2 separate regions of the Drosophila melanogaster genome follow, and region 1 is linked to region 2. Evidence: chromatin contacts called from public Hi-C data. All regions are on one chromosome and are shown on one strand. Each heading gives the region's core, a stretch centred on a gene start, on an enhancer-like site or on the middle of the called end of the contact. The rest is flanking DNA. Distances are from core to core; before and after follow the strand shown. Region 1 holds the start of CG14635. Region 2 holds the start of sdk (sidekick).

Region 1 (5,613 bases), core at 469-2,968, 160 kb before region 2:
GGCATCCGAATTGAAAGCCAATAAAAATGGGCGTAATAACCTAACCAATCTACAGGTCATCGATGGACAGGAGAGGGTTAAACGAATCTGACAAAGGCTGTGTACGTTAGCTTCAAATGGGATAGGATTACTTGAGTGTATCATGTTATGTGTGCAAAAGTTTAAAAATGTATATGCACGCACATATGGTAAATGTTTGGATTCGATTGGGAGCACCAAAGAACCAGGCACAGTTTTCCAAACAATAGAAACTACTCGTAGTCGTGTGCCAACTATCGGATACCTTATAGTCTGTATTAAAGTTTGTTATTGACTTATTTACTCTACGAGTACTGATGGAAATGAGTATAAATATGAAAATATTGTTTGTAAACTGTTAAAATGTTTTATTTCGTTTTGTGGGGCGGTAGGTCGCATTACGTATACGACGCGCAGACCACAGAGTAATACGTTTCTAAAGCAAGTTTGCAGTTGCACTGTTTCATTGTTGACCTATCAATTGGGCTCTTCTTCCGGTCGTAGCATACAGTCAGTGTGAACTCGTTTCTTCCAAAGCAATTCCGAGTCGGATAAGACACAGCTACTGCAGCCCATCAAGATCTGCTTCCATGCTCCTTGCAGCATTGTCCACCCACCCTTTAAGACCTCCTATATATTCACATCTGTATCGCAATCGCGAGAAAGACAACTTTTAGTGCGACATTCGCTGGAAACTTTCAGCAGAGCGGCAAACGACACCTAAACCGACTAATGGGCAAAGTCACCTCCTTTGGCAGTAGTGGCTTCGGGGGTTTACTTCACCCATTGTGAGCCATTTGTTTGCTGGAATTGCATTCGTGGCTGCGAAATAACATTTTCCGTTTCCGTTCTTGTTGCGACTGCGTGCCACATTTGTAAAACTTGTGTGTTTAAGTCTGAAGTGTCTGAAGGAAAGTGGACCCCCTCCCCAACCCCCCTTGGCACACCACCAGCAATTAATGCCAAATGTTTTCTGCTTTAGGCCGCCGCTTCATTTCCTTCCAATTAAGTCGCCAATTGGCAGGCCAGAACGCCCCTGATTAAACAGGTGTACGGATGAGGACGGCCAAATCCGGTAAAACCTTCGCAATCTTTCACGCACGCAAGTCGAACCGAACTTTCTGCCTTTTCAGCTTTATGTTTAATCCAATGGTTTGGCCAAGTTTCGTCGCAGCGCCGAACACCAGCCAGCCATCGCATGCAAGTAAATTGTCCATATAGTCAAGTCAGGAAAATGTGTAAAATGTATTTATTGTGTTCGACTTTTAGCGGAATATGCGGGATCACATGTTTAATGTCAATGCCGAAATCCCAAACAATTTCCGCCTAGAACTGGTCGGGAATATTTCGAACTGAACCAGATGACCCGGCGTCTTGGAAAGATCTGCCAAAAATTCGATCGTAGCGCTCCAAGGCTTCGTAGGAGACCCGTGCTGACCGCAATGAGGGACGAAGGTAGCCCGTTGATGGAGATCCAGCTGAAGGAGGAGGAACTGGAAACGAATCGTGTCGCTGTGGCATAGAAAGATCGTTCCACTTGCGGGTCTGCTCCTGTTGGAGCTGCAGATCGGGCGCCTCATCGTCCAGGTCAGCGATATTCCGCCGATGGGTGGTGCTGGTGGAATCCGTGTCGGAATTTCCCTGGGCCCTGATACAGGCAAACAAGTCGCTTAAACTAGAGCACATATTTGTTGCTTCTGGGCGAGTTTGTCGGTGGTTCCACCCTATTTATAATCGTGCAGCTATGCAGCTGTTTTTGGCAAAGGGAATGGCTCAGCCAATTAGTACACTAAGTAGACTTAGTCATTACCAAGCGACCAAGCGAACAAATAAAAACACTTCCTAACAATGTTGGAAATTTTAGACGGTACTTGTACTTCACATTTGATTGGATATGCAGTTAGATTCTCCTTTGAGTAGAGGAGTACGAGTATACTCCTCAAACAGCTTAGCAAAGGTTAACTCAGACTGAAGAGATGTATGAAAGCTTACCATCAAGTCAAGCTGACGTTTCCTGCCACTTCCGCTCCGCCATTCATCATCGGTAGAGGAGGCTTCTTCATATTTCGCACAGCAATTTGACGTCCATCAATCAATGGGCTCCACACCCCCGTCCGCCCCCTTAACTGAGTGGCCACTTGAATGGCATAAAAAGCGGAAATTAATGCACTTAAGACATTCAAAATAGACGGCAGTCGATCTCTTGCGCGCTTCAAGTGGACCCCTTAGCGACGTTTAACCATCTTCCTCTACGCCCTTCCTCCCTTTGGACTCTTGGGTTCCGTAGGCCACTTTGGTGATTAATTGGACGGGAATTCCTCGAGGGCTATTTCCGCGGCCGGCTTTTCACCTTTCTTAAATGGCAATCCATTGAGTTCAGAACGCGCGAAGCAAGCGACCAAGGGCGAAATTAGCCCCGTTTTCCAAAATTATCGTAATACCAGGTGCAAAGAAGCAGATCCCAGCGACATGAATTGTATTAGCTAGAGAGCATTATTACTATTAGCTGCAAATTGTGTGTCATTTCCCATGATTGATTCATTGATGGATAGACCATCCTTTGGGTGGCTGGGTAGATGATTCCCAATGAAAAACCTCCCATGCTGAAAAACCCCAAAAGCATAAGGACCGCAAAATAACCATTTTTTAAGAGCTCAAACGGAATTCACCACACCGGAAAATACTGGGAACTTCTTCTTATCAGGGTTTGTGTCTGCACTAAGTTGAATAATTTGTTAGAGGGTGTATCAGATAAATGTTTACATCGGGTTGTAGAATCGAATTTGAAATTACACTGTAAATTTTTTTACAGATCCATTGAAAACTAAGAGGCTTAAGAATAATTTTTTGGAAGTATAACCAATTCCCAACTAATAAAGTTAATTAAGTATTCTGTGGCTTATGAAATAAAACCATGAAGAAACGTTGTGGTCAAATGCCCTGACTATCAGATACCTTTTACTTGGGCAATTTTCAGAATTAACACGCCTTCAGATATAGATGGCGCCACGTAATATTTTACATACAGATCTACAAAAGTATTTATATTTAATTAAGTATATTTTTTCAAACCTTTTACAATATTAGTTAGATTTTAATAGTTGTCGGAAGAAAAATTTAGATATATATAAAGGCAGGGGCAGGGGCACCCACCTGGTAAGAACTCCTGAAAATCTGACGAAACGATGTATAAATTACAAATATAAAAATGTAATTATATATAACAAACTAAAGCTGCAGAATAAGACATCAATATTATCCCACAATTGTTAATGCTTAGTCATGTTTAGATCCTGTTATTAAGGATATATGCGTGTTTTAACCAAGTCTCTTTCTTTCTACTTGCAGCTAACGGAGCTCGAACAGCGAGTCATTGAAGCGGAAGAACGCGCCGAGGAAGCCGAAGATAAGGTAAGCCATTAAATGACTCCCATCCCCCGCTTCTAATCCTTATCGCTTGGGTGGCAAAATTAAAACGATGGTTAGGGGATCCAGTCTATCCTGCACAGAGCCCCCACATTAGAGGACAGCTTAAAGGTGGAGGGTCCCCAGATTTTCATGACAATGATGTTCTATACAGGGATGGAGAAACTGTAGCTAAGGGGGGGTGTTCGTCGAGCAGGGGCCACTCACAGCTGTGACTAACAACAAAACTGGCCCGCCAACCTAAAATTTGTAACCAACTCAAGCGGCAGACACACACTTCGCGAAATTAATTCAAATTTTAAACTTACATAGCACTGTATGTGCATCCACTCCAAAATTCTAAAATCGGAAATCTATCTTTATAAGATTCATTGAAAAGAAAGATCTTAAGATACGACTACCAGTGATTTCTTTTAAATATATCTATACAGATGAGGTTGTTCCAAGTGTTCACAGAGGCTTTGTCCTTATTACCACCTTGTATTTTGTTGAGTGCCTCTACTTCTATTAAGGGAGGGGTAAAGGGATCCGGCTCCACAGCGTGTGCTCGGTACACAAGCCTACATCGAATTCCCTTGTCACCCAGTGCTCCCCGGATACACGCTTTAATGCAGGCCTGCGTTGGAGTTCGTGCTGCTGCAAGCGAAGTGAAGCTTTATAGCCCCTTTCCTCCGTGGCACAAAACTACCCCAAAAGGACGAAATACACAGGCTGTATTTGCCCCCTTCCGATTGCTCGATTCTGCCCCAGCTCCTCGTACTTATGCTTTCAATATCAAATGCGCATTGTTTACATTAACAAGTCCCCGGAGCCTTTTGGCTTTGCCTAACGCAACACGCCAAAAAACAAGCGAAATGCAAATATTTACACCATCTCCCTCGCGACATTTAGTTTCGCCTCTGCACTGCCCGAAAGAAAGGCAACCAGTATTGGTGGAAAAAGCGTTGAATACTTTATGCACACAGAAGAACCCTTAAATCGAACAGGAAATATTCTCTCCCATTTCTCTCTGTGCATTACATGCTCCCCCTACCAAATCCAGATCATGGGTAGCTCAGAGAGATAGAGCCACCGTTGCCCGGCGATGTTTCCCGGATCCTTGGCCACCTTCGAATCCCCGGCTTCACTTAGCTCTGTGTGCCATTCCCGGAGAGAGCAAGGGAACCCAGTCCCGTCGAACAAACTCCGGTAACCCCGGATACTCAAGAAGGCGGGGCTAACCACTGTGACAAATTGAATTCTTGTTACTTTGTTTGCCCCGAGATTAAATTCATGTACAAGCACGTGGATGTTAACTAGCTAACAGGATGGGCCAGAATGGCCATAGCCACCCCGATTTCCCAGTTTTCCTCTGATCCTTACTCCCCTTTAAATTGCCGGCAACCCTTCGGTTTTTTGGAGGCCAAACCGTTAACAGCCTCGTTACTTATGCATCAATTAGTCGTGACTATTACGGGAGGAAGTGGAAGTTGGTGGAAAGCATTACGTCCGTTTCCGAGGGCGGATTATAGGTGGATATAAATATGAAATCCCCAGGTATTTAAGGATTAATCATAGACTATGAAGATAGGTAATCAAGTTTTTTGTCTGCATATGTGGCTTAGAAAATGTAAGCTTAGGAAAATTGTAAAATGTCTGCACTCGGTCAATTAGGATTTTCTGAGAAAGCTGGGAATCTGTGGATGCAAGTGGACCGCCATTAAAAAGTGATGTGACATGAGGCGAGCACATGGCAATTGGCAGTGTTGGAAAGTGTGGAAAACGCCGGAAAGTCGGCAAGGAAGGCCAAGCAAAACAAACAACAAGAACAACTAGCGGGCTAAACCACTTTCAAACTGTATTTCCAAGAAATGGTGCTCAAACTGTGGTTCTGAGGGGTTGCAAAGCTTGACTAGGCCGCTGAGAGCGAAGGCGAAGCTGAGAGAGAGAGTCGAAAAGAGAAAGCCACCCCTTAAAAAACAACACGGCCGAATAAACCCAAAACCTGAATGGAACACAGAGAACAAAAAGAAACAGCGTAACAAAGCGCAGAGCGTAAAAGTTGTGCAAAAGAAGACTTGTAGCTGCGCGGATCTGTCGGGTTTGTTTTTCGATTGTTGGCCCAAATAAATACTGCCATTTAAGCAAAAAGTAATCCAACTTGCACTGCGAGTAGTTAACGATGATCCC
Region 2 (6,354 bases), core at 1,475-3,974:
GCCGAATCGAATGGTCGAACAGAAAAACAAATATATAAAAGAACCGCAGACACACATAAAAACAAAGCAGACGGCAGACGATAAAGCTCACAGAATATTTAGCTAATGCAGCACTTTCCACTCTCGGTTGCAATGTATACCCCACGCTTGCACCCCACACTTTCCGACCAACTTCCAAGGTCATCGGATTGCAGTGAGTGGAAACCCAATTATCGCAAAAGTATTTATGCACTTGATCAGTGTGGTTTCCGTTTCATTACTCGATAAACTTGGGACTCCTCTTTAGCGGTACGTTATCAAAGTGGCAAAGTGTATTTGGCCTGTGGAGCAACGCAATTCTTGGGCTGGCAGTTAATTAGCCGAAAACGAACACGTATGATCTTTGATATCCGATTCAAATATACTCCACACTCTTGATTACTGCACTTCATAAAAAGTTGTACTTTACTTATGTGCGCTTGCAGTTCCCTATCTGCTGAGTTTGCACAATCCATGGAAATATGGAACGCCCCCGCAAAACCGAAGGCCGTCAAATACAAACAGCAACACAAACAGAGCCTAAGGGTCTTTTTGCGGTGACTCCATCCTCCCCAAAATGCCTGGAACTCTGCGCCATAAACTATTTAGACGCCCCATGCTGAAAACCCCAGTGCAAATGTGAGGTTATGGGCGTAAGCCCCTCGCGAGCTGCGAATCGAAAATTTGTTGATTTTGTATTTAATATTTAGTTTGGCGATACGTAATACAATGCGCAATATATTGTTTGGATCCCCAGCCTGGGGGGCAAGGATTTCCTGTGTAAACAAATCGCCGCCTAAATTAACAAATGAACAAGGCTTTAAAACAATTGTTTTAATTAATATCTGATCGATGACAAACACGGGCTTATGCTCTCTGTGAGAATGCGTTAAAGAATGATGGTCGACATGGTTACCATATACCGGGAGCTGAACTCAAATTAGAATTATTGTATATCGCTCTCTTCTTACGTGCCGTTGCAGCTCAACTCAATTATCGTTAATCTGGAACATCTTTAAAAAAATGCATGTGAATGGGAAAAAGATAAGCGCAAGAAAGAAATATTTTACAGGGCAAGAAAAAAAGCAAAAAATTAAGTAACCAAAAGAATTTTTTCAACTTCTTTGGAAGGTAATTCAATGCTTTTTGGGCATTTATGGAAAACTGAACCAGAATTCTGAAACCAAAGCTTCGGTAAGTGCATTTTTACAGGGAACTTATGGTAAAATATAAAAAAAAAAATATGAAAAAAAAGCTAAGCTCAGAATATTCACACGCTGACTACATGTTGTTTCACTTGTTTTTAGAAGCAACATTCCGCATATGGAGCTATTACAAATCAATTTCTAATAATCATACTCCAATTTATTTACAGAAAACAGTGAGTTACCGTTGTTTATTGTGAATTCAGTGTAAGAATGCGAGTTTGCCCACCCTACTCTTGATTAGTGGACAAAAGGGAGCAGCAAATCAAAAAGTGGCGTAAGTGCAGCCGATCGATCGTTCGAATTCAAATTCGATTTCGAGCGCGAGGGTTTTTCGTGTTGCCTTCTGTGCGGCTTTTCTTGTTTCGAAATTCCCACGGCTGTTTGTCTTGTACTTGTTTTCGTAAAAAAAAAAGAAGAACCAAAACTAAAGGGAACGCAAAAGAACAAGAAGCATAGAGAAGACGAAAACTTACCCGCGTAACAAAAAAAGCAGCTGTCGCAGTAGCAGAGCAAAACCAGCACTGCAAGCAGAGACGCCAACTTCGGCTGCGACGGCATCTCGATGGCTAATGTTGCTGTTATTGTTGTTTTTGGACGACGTCGACGCAGCGACGACGCCGCAGATTTGAGCATTTGTTGTTGCCTTTCGGTATTCGTATTTCTGGGATTTCGCTTTGTTTTCTTAGCGGCCTTCCTTCGCTCTTCTAGTTTTTAGTGAAAAGTCTAGTTTTAATTACACATCGCTCACATCTTTTTTGGCTAAAATATAAAATATACAAGAGCGAATGAAATTTTAAACGTCACTTTTTCAGTTTTCTTTGTGCCAGCCATTCGCGCACACACAACACTCACACAGGCACACCTGCCACAGGTTAAAGAGCGAGTCAGCGAGCGAGAGAGAGGGAGCGATCAAAAACGAATCGAGGGAGAGAAAATAAGAATGCAAAAGCAAAAACCAAAAAAAAAACCACCTCTCTCTTTCGCTCTCACTGTTTTGAACCCTTGTTTCATTTGAGGCTTTAAGACCGGTTTTCAAACTTGTTTTCACATGCAATTCTTGCACACAGACACAGACTGGCATATTCGTGGCTAAGAAACAATTGATCAAATTTTTGAAATAAACAAATGCTTATTTCACATTGCCTTGCTCTTTGGCGGCATTGCTTCACACAAAACATCAGTAATAAAACAGAACAAAAACCAACAAAAAAACGCGATCGGTGCGGTGCGAAAGAAACGCGAAAGGTGCGCGCTTACTGCTTTTCCTCCTTCCTTCTGGACACAAGTATGTTCTTCTTTCTGCCACCAGGGTTACCATATACCCATAAACCGTTCGGCCAACGCTTAGCACCACAACGATTAACAATTAACAATGAACTCGAGGGTCCGACAGGCACAAGTCGCCATTTGTAGTTGCTGCTGTCGCTGAATTTGCAACTCCCCGACGAGCAACCGAAAGACAACCGTTCACTACGCGCGCACAAAACGAACTGCGCTGCCCCGTCACAGTCGCTGCTGCGCTGCGCTGCTTCTTCTTTCTCGTCTCCGCTGCTTCGGCCTCTGCCGACGACTGGCACAGTGGACCGCGTTGTCTGGTCAACAGAAGTGGGTGGCGCAACCGCGGAGCGTGCCAATGGGTTGTAGCTGAAAATTAAGACTTCACGTGCAAATGGCACAAAATGATAATAAAGTAACTAAGCACAAGCAAAGAACATAAATGAGTTGGAGTAATATTAATAATGGTAGGTAGCATAAAAAAAATACATTTTTTGTTGGCAGCCAAACTAAGAGCCTCGAACATATTTTCGGCTCCAACTCACAATGCCATGGACTCAAACCGCAAACATGACAGCCTCGCCTCACTGTGCAGTTTCCTCTCACAACCAGCGCACAATCACTCGAAATGGCCAACTTCACTCAACTTTGAGCGGGCTATTCTGAGTGCCATCCAATTGCCGTTTGATTGGCTAAGTTGAAAAAGAAAGCGCACTAATTGTGTTTTGTATTACGATGAAATAATACTCAAACCCAAAAAAAAATTCTACTGGCATGAGCGGAAAGTATCGGATCGTCATACTTTGATTAATAAAAAGCAGAAATAATATACATATACATATGTAATTAGTTACCAGAGCTTTGAGCGCAACGCCAGCTGACTTGGGGCCCCTGGCAATCCAAAATTGCAGGAGTGTTTAATGGAAAATGCATGTACTTACTACGTACATATATACAAATATGTAAATAAATTCTGATTACGCCACCCCAAATTTTGCTCCTCCAGCGCCTTTTATTTTGGCGCATGCATTTTTTAAGTGTGTTAACAACACATTTTGACTAACAAACTTGGCGTTTTCTCCGCATTAAAATTAAGCACACACAAAATGTATGCAAAATGTAATGCAATTGTAAGTTGTGTGCGTGTTTTCCCATTTTCCACAGGCGAAGACGAAGAAGAAGCAGCCATCACGCAGAGAAGGATGCGAAATAAAATGTGCATTTCAAAATGCACTTAAAAATTGTTGTCGCGCCGTTCTGTGTGTGAGTGTTTTTAGCGAGTGTGCGGCGTGTGTGTCCCGCCAGAGGTCACAGGTCAACTTCGTCGCCTGCCAATTAAAACTTTTTATGCGCTGCGGCGACTCCACTCACAAAACGAGCAGTAGGAACTGGCTTTCCAGAGATGACAGTTCTCCCTCCATGTGGTAATACTACTGTTTAATGGCAAAAGCTGGCAATATTTTAAATCGAGTCCCTCTAATGCGTTGGCTTTAAACTTTAGCCCTCGAATTGGGCATATGCTTAAATGGGTTTTAAAATGAGTTTTCATAATTATGTTGCTTTTATCGACATCAAACTGACGAGAATTGGGTGTTTTCCGAACCTTCCTGCTATCACCCTGTCACGCACCCATCGCCAGCGGCCACACACACACAAGATGGCAGGGAAATTATGAATGCGATTTCAGTTAATTAAGAACACAACAATTACGCGGCCAGTGGATGAGGCATGGCATGGCATAGCGGGGCTATGAATTTCCAAAAGAATCACTTTTAACTTTAAATGGAGTCCGCATTATATCGGTATGCTATTTAAAGGGTAAGTAAACTGCACTCGAGCTCGTAAAACCGATCCTCAACTTTCGGCCGGCGAGGAACAAATGTGGAGGAAATGTGCAAAACTAACTCGGAAAATGCACTCAACTTCAGCCACGCCCCCCCTTGCCCACGCATGTGTCGTATTGTTTTGAGTTGGAAATTTTGTCGTTTGCGCAACAAGTTGGCAAATTCAACCAACGACCAGAGTCTCGGCGACTGTGTGGGTGCAGAAATGTATTGGTGTTTGAGCAGCGCTTTCGCCACTTTCACTCCTTTGTTTGGCCGCCTTACACACACGCACACATACACACACTCATTGAGTGCAGGACACACGCAAATCGGAAATCCAAGCAAAGTTTCCCTCACCCATCAAATGGCAAAAGGTGTAGCCTACCTTTGAGGGCTGAAATTTCAGCAGCCCTGAAACTCTCGAAAGGCGGAGAAATTTGCAGAAACATGGTCGTATGGTCGTAATACGCTAAATTTTAGTAAAACAGCAATATTAAATAAATATATAAATATTTTTCTAGCATATCGATAGAAATTTAAAAGGCCTTATAAAATTTTGAAAAAATATCAACACATTTATCAAAAGTGTGGACGTGGCAGATTTGTGCGGCTTGTGGACGTTAGATTGCGCTGCGTCTATGTTCCTACAATCTGTAGGATTAATCTCAACCTTCTAGCTTTTATAGTTCCTGAGATCTCGACGTTCATACGGATGGATAGGCGGACATTTCCAGGTCGACTCGGATCTTGATCCTGATCAAGAATATATCAACTTCATATGGTCGGAAACGCTCTCTTCTGCTTGTTACACACTTTTGAACGAATCTAAAATACCCTTTTTTTCAACCAGTAACGAGTATCAAAATTTGATGAAGAAGGGACAAGTGGCAATTTGTAGAAATAGAATACGCTACGAAATTGATTTAAATAAACGCTCTACGTTGACAATTGGACATTTCAGCTAATAATTTTATGTAAAAAGGCAATGCTCTGCTCCGGATACCCATCTTCGTTCCATTGCTTACTCCTCCATTTCGTGTCATTGCAATTTGACTCTTCATTACAAATTTTTCAACCCAGCGGCGAATAAATAAAACTTAATTATGCCTAATTGAGTTAAATGATTAACGGGGCATTTCACTCCCCATTTCCATGTGACCTGTGATCCATTCAATTTCCACATGGCCAGTCGATTGGTCAGTCGGACATGGCTTAACACTCAAATTGATTTGAAATGTGCTTAAAAAATTATGCTACACACGGACACACGGGGCAACAACAAAACGAAAACAGAATCAGGTTGGTCGGTGTGTGGGTGAATTGAAAAATGGGAAATAGGAAATGACTGCACCGCAAGAAATAGTAGGTAACTAACAATTATCAGAGATTTCTGGGGCGGCTAAGCTGTAAGCTGGAATGCATACAACGAATACATACAATGATATAATATATACTAATAGTACACATACGATCCAACCATTTGTTTCAGTGTGGTCTTGTGCAATCGAAATCAAATGCATCCGAAAAAACAAAAAAACAAATCACAACCGGTCACCAGGACCACCGTTTTGATCCCATCCGAATCTCGGTGCGGCCCGGCCCTCCCACATTATTTGAGCCACAGCCCCACGGGGCTTTGGTGTTGACAAGCTCGTTGGCAAATCACACAAAGTATGCAACAAAAACGAACGAATGCCCCACCGACAGCAAAAAAGTCGGGAAAAGCAAAGGGAATTTGGGGCTTGCAGTGATAACCGCCTTTCTATGCCCTTTTAATAGGAAAAGAAAATGTAGGGGCCTCCATTCCTATCTTTCATTACCAGCGAACAAATTTCGTTTTAATTATGTGTATCTACGCTAAGACTTTTAAGCAAAACCAGCGTAAGTTATTGGATTGACAAAGCCCAAATCGAAGTATCCAAAACTAACCGAAGAGGAAGGGCATTGTTTTTATCCGGACAAGCAGCTGTCAAATTTATTTGCGCACGTAAAATCCATCCGGTTGGACCACGGACCGCAACTGCAGC

What was found. Hi-C and Micro-C count contacts between places; a contact is called where the count stands out from the background.
Region 1: a contact with region 2 is called in a Hi-C map of the Kc167 cell line, with 1.4 times the contacts expected there. The contact joins the promoter of CG14635 here to the promoter of sdk in region 2. A contact is called at or near these places in 7 of 107 Hi-C or Micro-C datasets (the Kc167 cell line, the S2 cell line, embryo and 1 more).

What each region holds. Positions count from the first base shown.
Region 1 is chrX:840,928-846,540 of dm6, reverse strand. CG14635 reads right to left here and starts at 1,718. Exons shown (of 1, transcript NM_130508.2): 1 at 1,244-1,718. The coding sequence starts at 1,704. The coding sequence ends at 1,345. It overlaps CG43867, which reads left to right. Exons shown (of 13, transcript NM_001272180.1): 4 at 3,367-3,429. It overlaps CG3713, which reads left to right. Exons shown (of 1, transcript NM_144244.3): 1 at 1-370.
Region 2 is chrX:683,204-689,557 of dm6, reverse strand. sdk (sidekick) reads right to left here and starts at 2,724. Exons shown (of 15, transcript NM_134315.4): 1 at 2,432-2,724; 2 at 1,700-1,985. The coding sequence starts at 1,859.